Regions from separate parts of the Mus musculus genome. Here region 1 is linked to region 2. The links are chromatin contacts, called in public promoter capture Hi-C maps. All regions are on one chromosome and are shown on one strand. Each heading gives the region's core, a stretch centred on a gene start, on an enhancer-like site or on the middle of the called end of the contact. The rest is flanking DNA. Distances are from core to core; before and after follow the strand shown. Region 1 holds the start of Gabrg3 (gamma-aminobutyric acid (GABA) A receptor, subunit gamma 3). Region 2 overlaps Oca2 (oculocutaneous albinism II).

The links. Promoter capture Hi-C pulls out the DNA fragments that hold promoters and counts their contacts.
Region 1: a promoter capture Hi-C map of hippocampal neurons shows a contact between it and region 2, with 9 times the contacts expected there. The contact joins the promoter of Gabrg3 here to the enhancer-like site in region 2. A contact is called at or near these places in 10 of 39 promoter capture datasets (the 3T3-L1 cell line, 3T3-L1-derived adipocytes, the HPC-7 cell line and 6 more), 1 of 484 Hi-C or Micro-C datasets (uterus) and 3 of 115 datasets of contacts at active chromatin or transcription factors (astrocytes, forebrain and stem cell-derived neural progenitor cells).

The regions. Positions count from the first base shown.
Region 1 is chr7:57,385,532-57,390,958 of GRCm38.p6, reverse strand. It overlaps Gabrg3 (gamma-aminobutyric acid (GABA) A receptor, subunit gamma 3), which reads left to right and starts at 3,744. Exons shown (of 10, transcript NM_008074.3): 1 at 3,744-4,238. The coding sequence starts at 4,186. It overlaps Gm9962 (predicted gene 9962), which reads right to left and starts at 3,687. Exons shown (of 3, transcript NR_033504.1): 1 at 3,565-3,687.
Region 2 is chr7:56,353,457-56,359,690 of GRCm38.p6, reverse strand. It overlaps Oca2 (oculocutaneous albinism II), which reads right to left. Exons shown (of 24, transcript NM_021879.3): 19 at 2,461-2,588. Among named protein-coding and RNA genes, the nearest start is that of Oca2, 120 kb to the right of the region's middle. Within about 2 kb of position 2,545, at least 9 of the 459 cell types and tissues checked have an H3K27ac peak or open chromatin away from gene starts, as enhancers often do. A contact at or near this core is called in hippocampal neurons, where this site is marked.

The DNA of each region.
Region 1 (5,427 bases), core at 2,495-4,994, 1.0 Mb before region 2:
TTTTTTAGTCAAACAAGAAAGAAAAATGAGCATGTATTTGCACTAGAGGTCAGATACAGAAATGTCCTTCATCATTGTAAATAAGGAATAGAATACTCTCATAGTCAACGAGTACTATATATAAGGAAAAAATTCAAGACTGATTGTTTCAACAGAATAGGCACAACTCACAGAAGACTAAACGAGAGATTATTTAGAACATGTTTTCACATGTTTTCTGGTTGTATAATGTCAGGTGCAAAAGCAGGCAAGCCAGCCCCCTGTGGCAGATTGAATAGTGACTCTGGAGCTCAGATACTGTGGTAGTAGACTCTGACACTGTCATGTAGATGGTGGGCAGATGGTACTTTTATTCGTACATTGTAAATATGTGTTAAAAGGCCACAGAAGCATGCTATAAAGATTAGTGCATTTCTGATGTGAATCTTATCTTCACTATTCCTAGTGAAGATAAGATTTTGATTGAGTTGAATATTTGCTCATGAAGCATGAAACATCATAATTTAGAAGTATAATTTTGGAGCAAGGGAGATTTTGATTAAAACTAAAACCCAGAAAGCCACATCTTCTGCTCATCTTTGTTATGTGGCTTTCTGGGGTTTTCGTTTTAAACCCAGAATGTATGGCTGGCGCTGGGCTGGTAAGAGGTGAAGTGAGGCTGCAGAGGGAATCCTGAGAGGTATTTCTCCAAGAAGCCACAAGAGGATCTCCAAGCTAAGGCAGCCAGCTCTGCTTCTCAGGCGTTCACACCTCCTGCCTAGAGGAGCTATAGCTGAGCCCTCAAACTGCAACAGACCTCCAGGTCTTCCCCCAAGCATTGTAGCTGTCTGAACAAGTGCTTTGTTGGCTCTCAAGGTTTGTAGAGCGACTCACAAGCCTTACTTAGGTCTTAGTATGAAGTACCAGTGGTTTTTTTTTTCCAGAATTTTCTTTCTTTTCTTCGCATAGCCTCCCTCCCCTGCAACTCCCCCTCCTGTTTATTTTCCTACAGAGGAAAAGAGAAGTGAATTTTGCTCACCCAAATGGAGCTGTTAAGTTTCTCAGGTGCCGAAGATAGGAAGCTGGCCAGCAGCGAGGGTATACGGTGCAGTGTGCGTGCTCAGCAAAGCACCCCAGCCCGGTCAGTTTAGGCAACGGAGGAAAATCAAAGGCTAACAGCTGGTGCTCTGAAGATTCTTGACCTTGCAGTTTGCTTTCCTACTTATGTTCAGAAAGCTTGCTTTGAATACCTCATCCCTCCTGACTCATTTAGCATAAAATATTTTTTCCCCAGGCTGTACCATGGAGGCTTTCTACAGTAAAATATTCAGCTCTGTAAAGCTGGCCCATTGTGTCCAATAAGTGGAGCAAAGCATTCCAAACTTCAGAAGAGGTCAGGTGTCACTCATTCATAATAATAGCACATCAAACCTATGCAGCAAAGAAAAGAATAAACCCTGCCAGCATGGGGCTGTACACAGGTCTCACATCTATTCCACTGACAGGTTGTGATAAATACAGACACATATAATCCCAGGACACCTCTCATTATGCTGACATTTTACAGAGCCATCCAAATGCCAGTCTGTCCGTACTGTATAATAGATTGTAAACAACTCATGTTCTGAAAAAAACTGATGAGAATATAGCATAACAGGAAGACTCAATGAGTGTCTGCCCTGCTTCGTGTTCTAAGGACAATGGACACAGCGACTAAGGGTGATTATGCAGATCTTAGCCTTGGGGGTGGTATTTAACCTCCTGGGACTCTTCTCTACTTATGCAGTGGGATTATTCTGTGAAAATTTGAATGAATCAACCACACTGACTCTTGGCTCCTCCCATGGAACCATGCCTGACATTATTTTTACCTATGTTCCTGTAACTATGTCAAAAATGCAAGCATGAAAGACTGCTACATTTACTTTTTAGTTTTCTTACAGAATATCTTTTAAACTTAGGTGGTGATGACAGGCAGGTGGCTCTCCTGTAACTATGAATTCTGCTTCTTTGGGTTCAAACACACTTGAATACAAATATTGTCTTTAAAAAGCATATCACTACCAGACAGGCATTTCTCTTATTCCATAAACAACCATAACAACTACTTACATGACATTTATACATAGTAGACATTACAAATAATCTAGAGATGGCTTAAACCATACCAGAGGTCTATGAAAATCTTAACACGTGTTCTGTAACAGATTTAGCATTCCCAGCGATCCTAGAAACCAGTCCTTGGAGTGAAAATTTGAGTCATGATTGCATTTGTTTAGAGACTCAGGATGCTTGTGCACCATCCTTTGACTAGATTCTGAAGGGTTCCTTTGTATGGTACAGAAATTAGAGATGAAGGAGAGTTTGATAGAAACTTCAAGAAGGAAGGTAGGTGTTGGCTGTTAGGAATCTCCATGGGACATAGGCATTCAGACTTATATAAGTGCAGGTAAAGAGGGGTGATAAAAAAATGTCCTGATTGGGGTGAGCTGGGTGACACAGGAAGAAGGCAGTGGCCTGGGATTAACCAAGATAGCACAATCCTTAGTTAAAAGCAATGCTATTATCAAGAAAAGCCTCCAGCCTCCAGCAGGCTTACGATTCTTAACCTGAGAATCTAGAGACAAGGGAGGGAATTCCCAAGAGCTTCAACCTGCTTCTCTCTGTATTTTATGAAAAAGCTTACTGTCAGTGTTTCTAAAATCCCTTCTCTTGGGGAGATAGGAGCATTGTCAACACCCTCCTCCTGGGCCCTAACAACAAAACAGTGTTCACCCCCACACAGTTTAGCCTGTGGACCTGGAGTTTATTGGCCATACCCTACAGAGGTAAGAGGTTGCTGACAGGATCTTGGGTGCTCACAAAACAACTTCACTTAACATGATTAATGGTCTCTTCATCTCCTTGCTCTAGTTTTTCCAAGCCTATGTGTTCTAGTACCTCCTTCCCCTAGACACAGACTATTGGCAATGGGGGGCAAAATTGCAAAGAAATGACTGGGAGAAGTGTTTAGACATCAGGTGAGGATCCAATGACCTTCCCAACCCCTCCTTCTGTGAAAGAAAGCCAGCAATCCACAGGCCCAAACTTGATGCATTCCTGCAAGCAGGCATAGCTACTTATAATGATGGTGGCAAATTGGCTGCAAGGGAAGTACTTTATAGCATCCAGTATTAACGAAACTGTCGTGTCTATGATTAGTAGTTGAAAATATATTTCTAAGGTTTTTTTTTTTTTAATTATGGAAGTAAAATTCCTATTTGTGTTGAAGTTAATGTTTGCATGCCAAAAGATTAGCTTTCTAAACGATCCTACAAATAAAAACAAGCAATTTCAGTTTGGAACATGAAAATAACGTCAGTCCCATCCAACAGGGTCCTTTGCTTTCTGGCTCCGGTGCCTTCTCTCTGGCCTTAAACATTTCACTTCTACTAATTACTGATAGTGTTTTAGTCTCTCTTTTCTGCGAAAAGGGGACATTGTTGGGACTTCCCCAGCAAGCCACAGTTATGAGCACCAGGGGGAGTTCAGGTAAGCAAGCACCACCCTAGAGAAGATCGCCTTTTGGCAAACCATCTCACTTACTTGCAATGGCGTCCCTAAGAGAAGGCACACGGCACAGGGGACAAGCAGGGTGGGTGCGCTGCAGTAAAACTACCAGTGCCCATGACTCCATCGATGACACGGGCCAGTCCCCAGGCCCCTTCTGCGCCTCCTTGCGGGATCCCCAAGCTCTCCTTCCCACCCACCAGCCCCGCCCCCTTCCCGACCTCCCAACTCCGAGTCCATTCAAACCTCGCTGCCTTCGCCTGGCATTGCCAAGCGTGTTAATTGGGGAAACTCCTCCCCGCCGCGGCCGGCGGGCACCACCGAGGCAACCGCGACCTCCCGCCACGCTTCGGAGCGCAGCTGCCCCAGCGCAGAGCCCCGAGCCGGCCCGGGAGGTGGGGGGCTCGGGCTGCGGGAGGAGGGTGCCCGGCCACCTGCTGCCCCCCCTTCCCCGTGCTGATCGCTCCCGAGAGCGGACGCACCCCAGCTCGTGTGCGCCCCGCAGAGCCGGACCGTCGGGGACGCGGCGCTCGGAGCAGACACCTGTCCCTCCCAGTCCGCAGAACCCTGGGCGCTGCAGCCCGTGGGAGTCTAGTAGGCGCCGGAGCAAGTAGAGACCAAGCCCTGCAGAGGCCTCGGACCCGCTCCCGGAGAGCCATGGCTGCAAAGCTGCTGCTTCTCCTCTGCCTGTTCTCGGGCTTGCATGCTCGGTAAGTGGCTCCCAGGCGTTTCCAAGAGGCCGGCGGGGGCGGAAGGGCGGCGGGGGGCGCCGTCTGCCGGCCGCCAGTCCCAGGTGCGCGCCGTCCACTGGGCTGCAGAAGAGGGAAGGTTCCCGCACCTCACCTCCTCACCTGTAGGTCTCCCCCAGGTCCAGACCTCAGCTCCAAGGCCGCCACAGCCCTCTGCAAGCCGGTTTGTGTGGGGACTGTTTGGGTGATTATAGGATGTGGTGGTTTCAAGGGACTTGGGAAATCAAAATGATGAGGCAGTAGCCTTATCTTTCTCATCAGTTATCCAAGGGCTTTCTGACATGCATTGGTTAACACTCTATATGTTCCAGCACTGAAAAGAAACCTCCGGACCCAGGAATTCTGTTTTCTCAACCACCCTATATAGATTACAGAAGAGGTAATTTGCAGGAGGAAAGTGGAGGGGGCTGGGGCAGGTGGTCAGGAAGAGCCCTGCTTCTTCTCCAGGTCCTACAGCAGCACACACAAGCACCCCATCTCTATTAAAGAATCAGGTTGCGGTTCACATGGAAGCTTCTTGAAGCTGTAAGAAATTATCTCACTGTGAATACCCCAAACCAGCACCAGTCAGCTAACAGAAGATTCACCCCGCAGACAGAGAAGGGCTCAGAAGAAGGACAGTGGCACCAGAAGGGTTAAAGCCTGTTGCCATAAACACAACTAGAGATGCTGACATGGTTTAATTCCACCTCCTAGATTGGTGCTCTGATTAGCTCCTGCAGAACTAACCTGAGTTTTGGAAATTCCTGGTTGTCTCCCCAACTGTCACCCTAGGAATTGGAGGACACCCCATTCCCAGAACACACTTGTTTTGACATTTCTCAATTCCCTGGCTTAGAAAGCAAATTAGAAAGGAGCTATCCCTGAGGGTCACAGGTCCTATAGCTGTCACAGGCTTTTATTTCATTCACATTTGTGAAATACTGGAACTCGGACGACAGCCTAATAACCCCCCCCCCCAAACTATGAGAGAGGGCTTCCCAAATTCTTACTGCAACCATAAATAAAGTCCTGCCCCACCGGCCAGGACTTGTTTTTCCTGAATTGACACTGGAGACTTGAACAGTCATTCAGGAAGCAGAGGATCCGAGGCCTCTCCACCAAAGTTTCTTCTCTCCAGGGAGGGAGTTAGAAAGTGCAGTGGAAAGTG
Region 2 (6,234 bases), core at 1,296-3,795:
TGATGTTCTGCTCACAAAAGCAGTCAATATACCCATCAACTAAAGAATGGAGAATTCAAATATGGCATTTTCTACAATGAGCTATTACTCAGCTATCAGGAAAAATAAGATGATGGAATTAGAAGGTAAGTGGCTGAAGTTATTCTGAATGAAGTAACAGAGACTCAGAAAGACAAAAGTCAAATGCTTTCTCTCACTGTGGATGGTAGTTTTGAATCTTTAGATGTGAGTGTTTTATTTGGAATGCCCCTAAAGGTAAGGAAATTATTAAAGGCCTACAGGTAAAGTTGTTCAGGAGATGGAAGATAGAATATCCTGACATAATGGGTTAAAGGAGACTTAAAGAATAGAAAGGGGTAGATTGTGATATAGGAGGGAGGACAGAGTAGGAGAGGAAAACTGAAAGGGAAAAAAAAGCACCAGAAACTTTTCAAACCTCACATGAAAATCTACTACTTAGAAGTTTCCTAAAATACATCTATACACATACACAACGAGAGCCAAAATTAAGTTTTCCTACAATGAATCAACAATGATCCTACGAGACACCAGAAGTTTAGTGCTGGGAATGGGTTGCCTCTGTAGGACTTGTTGTCCAATGAGGCATGCTTCTATGTTGTGCTTGCAGACAGAAGCCTAGCATAGCAGCCCTCTGAGAGGTTCTACCCACCAGCTGACTGAGACAGATGCAGATACCACAGTAAATATTGGACGAAAGTCAGGGCCCCTGTGAAAGAGTTATGGGGTGATTGAAGGCCCTCTAGGAGATGACAACCTCACAGGAAGACCAACAGTGTCAACTAACCTGGACCCCTGGAAACTCCCAGAGAATTGAGCCACCAACCAAAGAGCATACCCAGGCTGGTCTAAGGCCCTCAACACATTAGTAGCAGAGGGCTGCCTTGTCTGTCCTCAGTGAGAGAAGATGCACCTAATCCGGCAAAGACTTAATGCACCAGGGTGGTGGGATACTGCGGGGGGAGGCTGCCCTCTCAGAGGGAAGGGCTGGGGTGGGGGAGGAGATGTAGATAGATAGATAGATAGGTAGATAGATAGATAGATAGATAGATAGATAGATAGATAGATAGATAGATAGAATTATCATATGACCCAGGTATATCACTTGTGCATATTTACCTGAAGAATTCTAAACTAACATACCAAAGAGATCACACACATTGGTGTTTACTGCTGAACCAGTCACAAGGACTACACCTAAGACATGGAATCAGCCTAAATGTCCATAAACAAATGAGTATGTGCTAATACACACATACACACAGAGACTCACACAATGGCTATATAATCACAGACACAAAATGAAAATTTTTAGCCGTAAAACACTATCATATTTACAGGAAAATGGATGGACCTGGAAGACCATTATGAAACCACTATAAGCCAGAAAGACAAGTGTCACGTGTTTTGTCTTCTATGTAGAATATAGATTTAATTGCATGTGCGTGTGCATGTGTGTGTGTGTCTGTGTGTGTGTCTGTGTGTGTGTGTGTGTGTGTGTGTGTGTAGAGTCATGACTGCAGATAAGGGATCATGAGTGAAATTAGGAATAGATTTTCAGGAAGCCAGGAAGGGTAGAAAGGGAGTGGCTAAGAGAATCCATGGGACATGAAAGCCAAAGGGAGGACTACTTGAGAGATGGAAGGAGACAAATGAGAGTGGAGCAGATCATGGAAGGGTGTGGCAGAAGGGAGATGAATGAGAAAAAAGAACAGCACCTGCATGAAATTGCCATAATAAAACCCATTGTTTTGTATGCTAACTTTAAAATTAATTTTTAAAAAATAAAAAATAGACTTGCAAGAGTCAAAAAGGCCATTACTGAGAAATTTGGGAAATGTTCTGCCTTTAGAAGTGAAAATATAATAACAGGGGACAACAGGGAGGCAATGAACCCATGCTTGGTCAGGAACTCTTTGGTGAATCATATTTTTGCTAGCTATTTTTCTTCCTCTCTGTTTGAGGAAGGCACAACTTTATAAATAACGTCTTAAGATTAAAATACGTATTGTGAATAATTTTTAGAAACCTTTCCAATCAAAGCAATACATAATAGCATCACATGTTCTCTGACGTAGTCTTTCTCTGCCTATACAGCAGTATTCATTCAGTATTGTGCCGTCTAAGTCAGATCCTTGTGCTGTATGAACTTGCTAGTGTAAGCCATTTCCTCCAGACTTATTTTGAGCAAATTATATTTTATTAGCGAATTAAAACAAATGTATATGTCACAAAAACAATTCAAGAAAAAGACAGAATAATAACCAAATAAACATTTTTATAAGAAACATTTAAATGTCAGAAATAAAAACCCGGGTCACCTTAACATTAATCATTACCATTTCCCATTTAGTGAATATGTAGAAAGATGTGCAGCCTTAGGCTTCACTCTGCAAACAAAATGTAAAAATCTAAAATCGAGTAACAGTTCCAAAGCCTTACCTCCATCAGCACAAAGAGTGCTGCAAAGAAGAGAAGAGTCGCCCACTCTACTCTGTGTAGAATGATCTCAAAGTCATGAATATCAGCTAAAATTAGCAACCAGATGGCACCCAGAATAGCAATCCATCCTGTAAAACAGACAAAATACAGCCTGTAAAACACCATTGCTAGCACACCAGTGGATGATTTATCTTCTGAATGGTTTACATTTTTTTGTTGAAAACAATGCTGTACTGCAAACTGTGTATATTTTAAAGTATAATTTCTATTTTGGCTTATGTATACATTCATGAACCAACACTGCAATCAAGATAATGGGCATATTCATCATCCGCAGAACTCATGCTCATTCATGCTCTATCCCCCTCCAGATCCTTCTGTCACTGTGTGCTAGCACACTCCCAACAGAACAGCCTTCTCTTGTCTCGATAGATCAATTTATATTCTCTGTATTCTCTATGAATGAGGATTTGTATTTTTATCTCTTTCTTCCTCCCTCCCTCCTCCTAATGCTTCAACTCAAACCCCAAATCTCACACATTTTATACAAAGGTCTACTCTTGCTGTCACATTCCCAAATGATCTAATGGCGCATGTTTTTATGTGACAGTGGTCAGATTACCTTGACAGAAAAGCAGCATTTAGCACAATTACTTTAAGGTTCTTCCCTTTCACATTGTGAGTTAAATTCAGTGTTCTTCACCAGTCAGTGGTATATTTGGCTATGCCATAACGTACATTCCATTTTCCCACTAAGAGCATCTCAATAGTTTCTAGTGCTTGGCTATTACAAACAAATGTAAGTAAATATTCACAGACTAACAGCTAGAATGACCTTCCTCTATGTGACCAGAACCCTGAAAAGGGGTAACAAATTGTCCTGGACCTGAGAAACTTATCCAGCTGCTTTTGGAGATCACAGAGTCATGAGGCCTGTCCCCTTATTCCCCAGGTTCCCTGATTGTCAAAGACACATTCTTCATTGACTCTTCTCATCTTGGTCAACATCTGGTCAGGTTCTAGTCATTTCTGATGCCTGAGGACTGTGGTACTATAGCTCACAAGTCATGTCACATAAGGTGATTGGAAATATTTCAGAGTATGTTTTGTGTAATGGCTCATCAGTATACACTCACTACTCCTTACTCTGTTGTTCTCCTTCCTACTGGAAGCTTTCTCAGTCCCATGGATGAAGCTACAAGATCAACATATTCACTGAGCTGTTAGCAAACAAAATCCACATTCCCATCCAGAACTTGAAGTAGATTTAAGCTCTAACCACCATTTCTGTCTTGCCAAGGTGATTCAGAAACTGTGTGCTCATCTGATGGCATCAAAAATGTTAGTTCTCTGTCCAAAAGGATCCCTATTGATCAATACTAAACACAGAACAAATAAGAAAAACTTTTGAGATAGTAGGACCAATGTTCTACCCAACATATCTTATTCTATTCCAAAGCATATGGCCTAAGGAAAAGCTGCAATGTACATCATTTAAGTAATATTGTGCAAATAGTCAAAGAAAAACTAGTTAGCCATGTTGTTTAGTTTTGTTCTAATATGCTGTACTATTTCCTAACAACAAAACACAGTTTCCACAAAAAATTGAAAAGCTTATGAAATAATCATATCTAACAAGATTTTTCAAAATCATTGCTTAAGTTATAAATGCTGAAAACTTGAAACATGGCCATAACAAATGAAATAGTCAACAGACCTTATTGTTTCTAATATGTTGACTCAAAATAGAGATATTCAGAATTTTAGGGAAAATCCCTAGTCCTGGTATTTCTAATAAGCCTTTACATATAAACAGCTTTATTTAGTATTCTAAAAACAAATGTGAGAATTGCCCATCTTACAAATGCTAAAGGAAAATAAAACTTACATAGAAAACTAAATATTAGTATGTTTGATACAACTTAAATTGTCAAGGTTAATTGTCCAGGAGAAAATCATATTAATAAATATTAATCACTTGGTTTCAGAGTTTAATAATTGCCTTGAAACATGGCTTACTATTTTGCTGATAACTAATAGATATTTCTGTTTATATGTACTTTTCAGAAAACCTGTTGCTGGAAAGTTGCATAGTGTCTATCAAAATCACTTTTAAAAAGCCAGCTGTCTTAGTGTTTGTGCCAACCTTTGTGATACAAGATATTGAAAATGAAAAATGAAAGGTGGATGGGCAACCAAATTCTTGGCTCCAAATTCTTCATCTCTGTGACCTCAACATAAGAAACTAGCTGCATTATTCAAACCATAGTAGAGACAATAAAAGAGCAGGTGGTAGTACTTGGGTAGTTGTAGCTGAAACATGGCCAACCTTGCAGAATGCACCTATGGGTTCCTGTCAAAGGTCTGAATAAGCCAGAGAAGAGGGGATAGGCTTCTTAGTTTTAAATCTCACAGTGTCTGTATGATGGCCAACAAGTGCAACTCAGTCAGATCATTAAAGTTACCCTGACAACCAAACCTCTCCAGGTATTCAAAGATCGCCATAGTCTCCAAGGAGAGACGCACAAATCACCAGTGAGCAGCAGACAGGAACATCTTCCCTCGAAAAGAAGTTTTTATTGAGAAGTGAACAAAAAGTCTCACCCCCAACCAAGAAGCTGCTTGCAGTGGATACCTGCTGGTAAAGGGACAATTCATTTTTGGTGTTTGAAAGAGAGAGGAAGAACATGAAGTTGAATAGTAGGGCTTGGAAGAGGTGGGAAGGACAATATGGTGAAAACATTTTATAAGAATAAATAAATAAATAATTTTATTGACACTAACAGAACAAGTTTCTATGATGACAAATGTATCGAAATTCAGCTAGGGAAGGATGTCAATGTGAATATAAAATAAGACCTCCAAAAATCTATTCATCTCTAAAAGAAATGAAATTATGGTGAGGTTTTTGGAAATGTAAGTTGGTTTCTAAAGCTTTTAATAATACAAAGTATAAGCTGGGCAGTGATAAGAACAACAAGTTCTAATCTTAGGAAGAAGATTAATAAGTAGAAATTATTAACATCAGAAGCTTGTGAGACACCATGAAGCAGACAATACATGGATCATAAGAATTCTAAAAGTAAAAGCAGAGGAAAAAGGATAAAATATAAAATAGTTGAAAAAATAATGAGCAAAACTCCCCAAATATGATGAAAAGATTAATCTCAGCATCCATGACACTCAACTAAGTCCAATTAGGACAGATTTACAGCGAGCCACACTCAGACATATCATAGTAAAAATGCTGAAAGACAAGACAGGCACAAAGAGAAAGTTTTGAGTCAGTGAGAGAAGCAACTAACCACGTAACTCAATAAAATTAAGTAATCTCACAATACTGATGCGAGAAGACCCTGGGATTACATAATCAAAGTGTTGAAAAAGAAGATTGTCAATGAAGAATTTTATACCCAGCCAAACTGCCATTCAAAATGAAAGATGATGGGACATTCCTATATAAACAAAAACAGGAAAAGACATGACTACCTTTAATCTAAGGTATACTAATAGAAGCCCTTGAGTCTTAACTGAAAACCATTTTGGAAAGATACTCCAACCACATGAATAAATAACACCTGGGAACATTTATATAAATAAAAATAATATAGATATAACCTTTTTGACCTTTCATGTTATTTAAAATATGTCATCTTAAAATAACAATTATAGAACTGAACATAAGATATATAAAGATTAAAATTATATAGCAAATAGTAGCACAAAAGACAAAGAGATGAAAAATTATAAAGAGGAAAGCTCTTTCAGACTATC